Regions from separate parts of the Rattus norvegicus genome. Here region 1 is linked to region 2. The links are chromatin contacts, called in public Hi-C maps. All regions are on one chromosome and are shown on one strand. The core of a region is the stretch at or near the end of the contact, and the rest is flanking DNA. Distances in the headings are between cores, read along the strand shown.

What was found. Hi-C and Micro-C count contacts between places; a contact is called where the count stands out from the background.
Region 1: a Hi-C map of Schwann cells shows a contact between it and region 2, with 9 times the contacts expected there. The contact joins two enhancer-like sites. A contact is called at or near these places in 2 of 12 Hi-C or Micro-C datasets (the A7r5 cell line and Schwann cells).

Annotation. Positions count from the first base shown.
Region 1 is chr13:97,952,555-97,957,141 of GRCr8, forward strand. No RefSeq gene overlaps it. Among named protein-coding and RNA genes, the nearest start is that of Dusp10, 190 kb to the right of the region's middle. Within about 2 kb of position 1,802, at least 10 of the 93 cell types and tissues checked have an H3K27ac peak or open chromatin away from gene starts, as enhancers often do. A contact at or near this core is called in Schwann cells, where this site is marked.
Region 2 is chr13:97,609,136-97,613,778 of GRCr8, forward strand. No RefSeq gene overlaps it. Among named protein-coding and RNA genes, the nearest start is that of Hhipl2, 25 kb to the left of the region's middle. Within about 2 kb of position 3,141, at least 8 of the 93 cell types and tissues checked have an H3K27ac peak or open chromatin away from gene starts, as enhancers often do. A contact at or near this core is called in Schwann cells, where this site is marked.

The DNA.
Region 1 (4,587 bases), core at 552-3,051, 340 kb after region 2:
ACAACTTCTCTCATCCTAGTAAGTCTTCAGAGAACTGTAACCTAGGCAGTGTGCAGACAGCAACTTCCTGGGAAACTTAAGCAAGATAACCCAGCTCTTAAATACCTGATGTAGAAACCGAGGGGTCCTTAATTAAGCTATTAAATTTAGAAGGTAATTAGTCATTAGACCACAGATAACAAATGCAGGTGTTGTGTAGCCCTTTGGGGCTTTTCCATGCCTGCCCTAGTTCCCAAATGGTGACACTGAGATGATATTTATTAATACAATCCATTGGCTTTAGCTAGGCATTGTTTCCCACTAGCTTGTAACTCAATCATCCTATGTATTCTAACCTAAGGTCTGCCACATGGTTGGTTACTTCTCAATTTCATGTGTCTCAATGGCAAATCTTCCTTCCCTCTGCTGACTCTATTCCAGAGTACCATCTCTCCCAGAAGTCCTTCCGATTCTCCCCAGCTTGGTTGTTGGTCATTCAGCTCTTTTGACAGGTGATTCTTTTAAACAGTGCATAAGAGATAATGCCTACAGTACTGTATCTGCCATTGTCACAGAAGCAACTATCGAGGGTTGATATTGCTACAGATTTTGAGAAACAGGGTGTATAAAATGCAAATATGTGATAGCTGCATGCCATTTCTGAATTGGTGTGTGTGTTCATGTGTGTGTGTGTGTGTGTGTGTGAGAGAGAGAGAGAGAGAGAGAGAGAGAGAGAGAGAGAGAGAGAGAGAGAGAGAGAGATATGGGGGAGAGAGGGGTAGGGAGGAAGGGGGAGAGAGAGAGAGAGAGATCGATTGATCCAGGGATAAACTCTGGTCATCAGGTCTATGTGCAAGCACCATTTCTCTGACCCTGCAAGTCTGTTCTAAACAAAGCCAGAGTGTCATGGAACTTGAATAATCAAAAATAAAAGTTTCAGTAGAAAGTGCCTAAGCTCTCAGTGGTCACGAGGCACACGTAACTAGTAGTCATGCATTTAGGTCAGTGGCTTTTGTGCTGTCAATTATTTCCCAGTCTGCGTTCCCCAGACTTGGATGTAGGCTGAGAAGAAAGGCGTTTGGAGGGTCACGTGTGGAGGACTCACTCATGAGGAATGACTGTGACCACTCTTTGTACATAGGATGTAGTCAGTACTTTTGGGCGGTGTTCCCTTGTGAGATGCCAGTTAGGCAATACAGAGTTCCCATTTGTTCCTTCTGTGTATTACCAGGCCCCGGAGGTGGTGGTGGGGACAGAAGCGAGTAAGGTTGGGGAGGGAGAGGTGTGTGGCAGGGGAAGGGGAGTGTAGTGGGTGGTGGTGTTTAAGTTCATGGCTCAGTTCAACTTACAGTAAGTCATGAAGAGCAAGCCTAAAAAGCCTGTTGTGAGGATGAAGGCCCCTGCTGAGCTCACAAGGAACCCCTCACAGCATAAATTGTCCCTGCAGAGTTCAAGAAGAGTAGGAAGGGCAGCTCTTGTGGAAGGTCCACATGGGCGTGTGCACACCTCATCAGTAGAAGGGGCTCTAGGGCCTCTAAATGCCTTCTTCAGTGGGAGGCTGGTGCTCTAGCACGACCCCCAACCCTCATCTCCTCCCCTTAGACTTCTGTGTGGTAGAGCTGCGTGCTTTTCTTGTCATTTCTCCTTTCAGTTTCTTCCAGGGACACAACCAGGAACAGTTTCCACTACGCAAAACCACCATGGACATACAATCCCTGTAGAGACAACCTTCATAAACATATAATCCCTGTAGAGACAACCCCCATGGACATACAATCTCTATGGAGAAACGGCTCTGGTTTTTGTTGTTTTTAACGCATTCCATTTGACTCATAAGCTGCTTGAGCTGGAGAGGGATATTAAGGAATTTTTTGGTCTCGTGGTCTATAAACTGAATTCCATTGAGCTCTGAAGGGCATCCAAAGTGCTCGGGGCCACTCCATTTTTGCCTCTCCTTTATATGCAGTCACCCTACAGTGTCAGCAAGGGGATACCAAAACCCCCATATGCCCAAGTTGCTTGCAGAAAACACGGTAGTATTGGCATATATTGCAGATAGAACTTTCTTAAAGACATGGGCATTTTTATTCAAAGAAGAAAAACATTAAAATAATTTTTGAATTATTAAACATGTAGCCCTTTCCTTAACACAAAAGAAAATAAGAACACACACAGCCCATTGTTTTCTACGTTGGATCTAGACAATGTAAAAGTCACATGGCTTCTTTGAGTGGAAGTAAAATAACTCGGGTCACCTGCCTCAGAAGCTCCTCTCCATCATAACACCTGCGGCTGAGGAAAGGTTTTTCCCAGCTTGCCTCCAAGGGCTACCCCATCCCCTGCGATGGCTGGGGAAGGTGCCACATTTCTTACCACCACCCGCCCAGTCCTGTCTTGATGCTACTCAGAATTCTGTAGCTCTGAGAACCCACCTGTGGGGGAAACTTCAAAATAAAAGTGTCCCCAAAGTCTGAGAGGAGTAAATGCAATTATAAAGCAAACAGTTATTGAAATTAGTCCTATTGTCTCCACACAAACAAATGGATGCAACCTTTGGCTATGGATTGGGTCAGCAATGTTGTAATGTGACAGGATGGGGGTGGGAGGCAGGGGCTCTTTCTGAGCTGCCCCAGAGCTCCAAATTCTAAGCTTTCTTCTTCACATGAGCATCTGTTAATGGTTTGTAGATGACTGAAAACATTCTGTGTATCCAGATCCTCAAAAAATGTCACAGTAGAAGCATTTTCCTTCCTAAAAAAATTATTATTAATATTCTTTTTTATGGGTGTGTGTGTCTGTTGTGTGGGAGTGTGCGCATGTGAGTGCTGGTGAGAGTAGAGGCCAGAAGGGGACACTGAGTCTCCTGGAGCTGGAGTTACAGGCAGTTATGAACTGCTTGACATGGGTCCTTAGAACTGAACTCAGGTCCTCTCCAGGAGCAGTAAGTTCCCTTGACCTCTTAGCCACCTCTCCAGCCTCAGCAGCACACATCCAGTGATATAGCAACTACACCTTACAGAGTCTCGTTGGATTGTCTCAGTGACTCTTGAGGTAGACATGAAGAGCACCATTTCACTCATGAGGACACTGGTATGAGTCTTCTGAGATCACAGCATCAAAGAGCTCAACAGCCTTAACTCCAAGCTGGACTTCTCTCCAGTTTGATAAGGGCCAAGGAAACTGCAGGCAACAGTTGATTTCAGTCTTCTTTGTCTGAAAGACTATCATGGAACTCTTGAAATAGTTTTAACAGTAACACTGAGAGAATTGGAGTGTGGTTCGGTTGAGTACTTGGCTGGGTACACTGTTCTTATTACCTAGATCTAATTGATCAGTAATTTGTACTGGGCCTGCTAGAATCATGTATATTTTATGAGGAAAGCTAATTAAATTGCTTCTTTTAAAAAGTGGCACAGCATTCATCAAGGATTTGATTAGTAAGTACACTAAATAAATCAGTACAGATGGTTTATTTAAAATGTGAAAATAACAGCTCTCAGAAAATATCGTTCAGCTAATAAAATGTTTATGGTGGCTACTTTTTGCTGAAAGGAGTTTCTACATGAACAGTTCCCAGCATGCTTTAGTTATATGGAACTATTTCACGCAGAGAACTGTTGAATTTTCTCAACAACTCTTCAGGTAGATGTTAACAGCACCATTTTATTCATGAAGGAACAGGTGTGAGTCTTCTGAGCTCACCATAAAAGAGCACAAGAGGCTGTGTAGACTCCACACTGAACTTCCCTTCCTCTGTTATTGCTTCCCGTTTCCTATTGGGCATCAGAGTAGCAATCATTAAACTCATCACCTCATGTCCAAGTGCCTCTGTGATTGCTTCCCGTTTCCTATTGGGCATCAGAGTAGCAATCATTAAACTCACACCCCTCTAGGAACATGCACTTTTTCCAAGTGAAGGACAAAGGGGGATTTGGGGTTGGACATTTCTATGTGCAACACTTCCAGTGCCAGATGACAACTATTGGTCAAGTTTTTGCTAGTCTTTGGGAGTGAAGGCAGTAAAGACCTGACCTACAAAGAAATAGTCAGTAGAAAAATAAGCTCTTGGTTTCTCTTAGGAAAAATTACTGATTTTTAATTTTTTTCTTTTATTTCTTATGTGCCTCAATGTTTTGCCTGACTCATGTATATCTGTGCGCCATGTACATGCCTGGCCAGAAGAGGGCATCAGATCCCTTGGAACTAGCATTCTAGACAGTTGTGAGTTGCTGGTGGGTGCTGGAAACCAAACCTAGGTCCTCTGCAAGAATATCCAGTGCTCTAAACCACCAATCCATCTGCTCAGCTTCTCCATTTCATTTATGCAAGGTTGAGCAAAGACACAGACAGCAGTGGGAAGCCAACAAAGAAGAGAAAAATCTCAAGAGTCCACTGTCCGAGGAGGGCCTTGGGAAAAGGCATGTGCAAGAAAATAAGATAAGATGGTATTTTATATGCATTCTCAATAAACATGAGAAACTTGCAAAACAGGCATGGAGAGAGAAGTTGGCAGCAACTCTTAGCAGAGAGGCAACAGGATAAGACAGTGACAGGAAGAAAATTCAGGGGATATGAAGGTGCAGTGAGAGAAGGAAATTTTACCTTGAA
Region 2 (4,643 bases), core at 1,891-4,390:
CCGTATTATATTCACTCATCTACTGCCTCCTCCAGATTTCTCTAGGGCCCCAACCCCTCTCCTTCCCAGCTCCGCATCTTTTATTTTTATTTTTTTGTATCGATCGCCCTTTGAACCCAGTGAGTGCTGCTCGCATGCACATGAATATGGGCGATCCACTAGGGCATGAGGAGCGGTTCAGTGGCCGCATTCCTCAGCAGCTACCCAATAGCTTCTCCCATGTGGCTGGTGGGGACTTGGGGACCCCTCCCCTCCCCGTGCTGTAATTTTGACTGGCTTGCTTTTGTGCAGGTAACCACAGCTAATGTGATTTGATACATGCAACAGTTATGTCATGCCCCGAAGTCGGTGTTTCACAGCTCCCGCGCAGTGGCCAGCTGAGCACTGGATTGTGGGAGGTTGGTGTAGGTGATCCAGCCACAGCTGAGTGCTCGGTTGTTTTTAGTTGACCCACTGACCTGTTATGAGTCTTTACAGGAACCACGGCGCACTGCCAAAGGAAGCTTCTCTGACTGAAGGTGAAAGCATCAGGAGTCTACGGACATAAATATACATATTAAGAAGGTGGTTTGATAGCATGGCCATTTAGCAAAAAACCAAACCAAACCAAACCAAACCAAACCAAACCAAAACAAAACAAACCAAACCAAAACAAAACAAAACAAACCAGCAAAGCAAAGCAACATCAGTAGGTACCCCATACCCCACAGACAGGCCTGTGTTCTCCTCAGTCATGGGCTTTTGACCAGGTTTACAGTATGAAGGATGAAATATCTCTCATGGAGCAGGCCTCACATCCAACCAGAGAACCGTTGGTTACGGCCTTAGCTGTCATGCCTCTGTGTTCCAGTGGACACTTCTGTCAGGCCAGTGTGGCAAGGATCACAGCCGTGTGAGATTGTTGGTGACTTTTCCCCTCCAGAGGCTGGCACAGCACCTCTGGCCTAGGTAAGCTAGCCAGCAGAGTGTCCTGGTCAGCTTGGGTTGTTTCTCTATGTTCTGGATTGTAAGGGAGTGCTGTCTTCAGCAACAGGGTCTCACTGTCTAGTTCTGGAAGGCGACCAAGAGGAATGGCAGAAGCCTGTGTTGTGTTGGGTGCCTCTGGGAGCCTCCTTAACCAATAACTCTCAGGGAGGGATTGCCTGCCTGGTTCGGAGTTCGTCATTTGTAACTTACGTCTTCTGGGGGAGCATTATTTACTCATGCAGAGTCTTTCTGTACATGTATAATCACACATTATTAATATCCCAAACAGCGCCACCTACTGGGGCCAGGTGTTTAAACACATGAGATTATGGGGGGCATTTTACATCCAACCACCAGACTTGGGAACCCGAGTTCCAGACTCAGGGTTTCAATCAGGGACGACTTTGTACCTTCCACCCCAGGGAGCCGATGGAAACAGCCGAAGAAACTCTCAGAGCTCAAACAGAAACGCCTCCACATGAAAACTTCAGGTTTCTTCAGGTTTTCTTTAGAGAGTGGTTAAGCCTTTGCATATGTTTAAATTCAGATAAATTGTTCGGACAGCGCTGGAAGACAAGCAGGATGGTGGAGAATCGGGTGGCTCTAGAACTTTTTGTCCTGGAGTGGGAGATAGTGTTATTTCTCATCTTGGGGTCAGGAAATCCTGGTTTTCTATGGCTGTTCTGCTACTGCTGGCTGGGTGACCTCAGTCAAGTGACATGACATTTCTGAACTTCAGTTTCTTCATGTATAACCGAAATATTTCCCTAAGGAGCTGGTATAGACTATTCATGGGTTAAATAGTAAGAGGTCACAAAGTTCTTGGGACAAGACTTGTGCCTTTTATAAGACAACTTTGTGTTAAATGGTAGTTTATAGTAGTGGCTCCTCCTCCTGCTCCTCCCCACCCTTCCTCCTCCTCCTCCTCCTCCTCCTCCTCCTCCCACTCCTCCTCCCCCACTCCTCCTCTCATTGCTCCTCAACCCCCACATCCCTTTCTTTTGGCCATTCCCCAGTGTATTAGTTACTCCCCGCCCCCCCATGACAGAATACCTCATAGAAGCAATTTAAGAGAGGGGAGGTTTATTTTGGTGCATGACTTAGGAGCTATAGCTCTTCATGGTGGGAAAGGCAGTACACCTGTGGTGGTCGGAGCTTGTGGTGTGGCTTGTTCCTCATTCAGGGAAGTAGAAGGAGAATTAGGAACAGAGAGTAAGTTCCAAGCAGGACCTGCCTACAAACCGAAGGGTTTGCCCCTACAGACTCCCATGTCCTGAGCTCCATGGCCAACCTCCCAAACAGCGCCACCTACTGGGACAAAGTGTTTAAACACATGAGACTATGGGGGACATTTTACATCCAAACCACCAGCCTTGGGAACCTGAGTTCCAGACCCAGGGTTTCCAATCAGGGATGATTTTGCATCTCCCACCCCAGGGAGCCAACGGGAACACCTGCAGATATTTCAATAGTTGTTTCAGGATGGAGCTGGGGATTGGGGTTGCTACTGGCATCTCCTTGGCAAAAGAGGGGGAGTGTTAAGTGTTTGTGGCGAACAGACAGCTTCACAGTGACACAGACCACTTTGACCCTGTGGTACCAAGGTCAGTAAATCTCAGTCTCTAAATATCTGTAAGGCATCTGTTCGATGGTGAGTACCAGCTCGGGGTTCATGCACTGGGCAGGGAATGAGTAAGTACCATGGAGGCTTCCTGGTAAGTAGCCTATCTATGCTTAGTGACTATGTGGAAACACTTTCTACCTCTTGGATGGGAAGGGCCACGGGTACCGGGAGGGTAATCTTGCACTCCAAGTTTAGAGACCTTGAGCAGGAAGGTTAAAGACAAGAAAGTTGCACGGGTCCCTTGGGAGGGCCATCTTTCTCCATGTCTGTGCTTGGGTTGCCTGGGGACGACATCAGCTTCTCTGTCACGAGGTCATCATTTATAAGCAAAGGCGGCTAAAGAGAAAGGGGTGAGGCAGGGCTCGCAAGTAAAGAGCTCGCCCAGCTTCCTTCTTGGTGACATGGTCCCAGTTTATTTACATTAAAGATTAAAAAGTGCACAGTACAAGACTTCCAGGCAAAGTCTGCCTGCTGAGTAGTAAGTAGAGAACTTTTCCCTACAAGAGGACCTTGCTGTCCTCTTGGCTGCTGTGAAGTGAGTAGTCAGTAGGTGGCGCTAGTTCACCACATAAGAGGATGCCAGCCCTGGCTACAAATTATACCAGTCTTGGAGTCTCTCACTCCTGAAGAGGAAAATAGAGTAACAGGAGCGATTTAGTTCTTAAAATAAGTCAGCAGCCCAGTGAAGCAAACGCCATGACGACGGCAGGTACATTTTCTTGCCTGAACTGGTGGAGAAGGACATTTGCCGCCAGAGGCTCTGGCTGCAGATTCCAAATGATCAAAACACACAATTAGACGAAGTCTCGCAGCAGGCCTGGCCTTGCAGGTGAATTTGAGCCATCTGGTGCCCAGTCATATGAGATCCGGCATGGACAGTGTGTTGTGGTGACAGTCCAGAGGGAAGGGCCCTGTCACTCGGGCTCCTGTTTGCGCTGCCAGTCCCCAGCTTGGGACAGTTTTGTCGACTTGAAGCTTTAACGTGACCAGGCTGTCTCTGGAGAGTGGTCTCTGCTTCCGTGCTGGGGACTGAGCAAAAGGCTCAAGAAAAAAGGGGCCAAATAGCAGTTTGAAATGTTGTGGAAAAGTCCCCCCAGTGTTAAGTGCTACGTTCCTGGAAAGTGGAGCAGAGCAGAATCTGGTATTTTGAGAGAGTCAAATACCGGATTGTTTGGCAGAAAGAAAAGGCAGGAGAAAGATGGTAGGCTAAGCCGGTTGTGGTGGCGCACACCGGTAGGATTTGCTGAAGGAGGCAGAGGCAGGAGGATCATGAGTTCGAGGCCAGCCTGGGCTACACATTTAAAAAAAAAAAGATGGCAGGCTAAATACACAGCGGGGTGGTAGGAGTATATTAATTATACATAATAATAATATAATTTGTTAATTATACATAACGGGTTTTCACTGTCTCTCCATACATACATCTTAAGCATCTTGCTATATTCACCTTCTCTTGTTCCCATCCCTCTCCTCCTGGTCCCCTCCCTCTTCCCAACACCCTGCCCCCCAATTCAACTTTCACGTCTTTTTTGTTGCCATTGGCCCAGAGAGTTTCATTAGGAAGCTTAAAGGCGTGTGGATGAAAGGTAGTTTACTGGGGCACAGGCGACTCAGAGATGGTTACACCACTGAAGAACGTGTTTCCCCTCCCCCAGTAACCATTAGCGGCTCATAACTCCTCAGAGAGGAGTGGGGTCTCTAGAGCCCCCTTCCCCCCTAAGATGCTGACGCCCTTGTCCCATGTAGGTCATCACAACGGCTGTGAGCTCAGGCATGTGATTACCATGTTGTGCCTAGAAGACAGTGCTCCCAAGCAAAGAGATTTGGTTTCTTAAGTATGTGGGTGACCTTTGGGTGTTTGCCACACTCTGTTCCCAGGAGCGTCTGGAGAGCCACGGGTCCCAGGCCAGTGAAAGCAGTAAGTCAGTATGACAAATGATAAACAGAATTTATAGACCCGAATAAAGGAATCGGCAAATTTAAATCCCACAACAGCATACACAGCATCTGAGATGACAACTGTGGCTTCGTGAGTGATCACAATGGAGGCCTT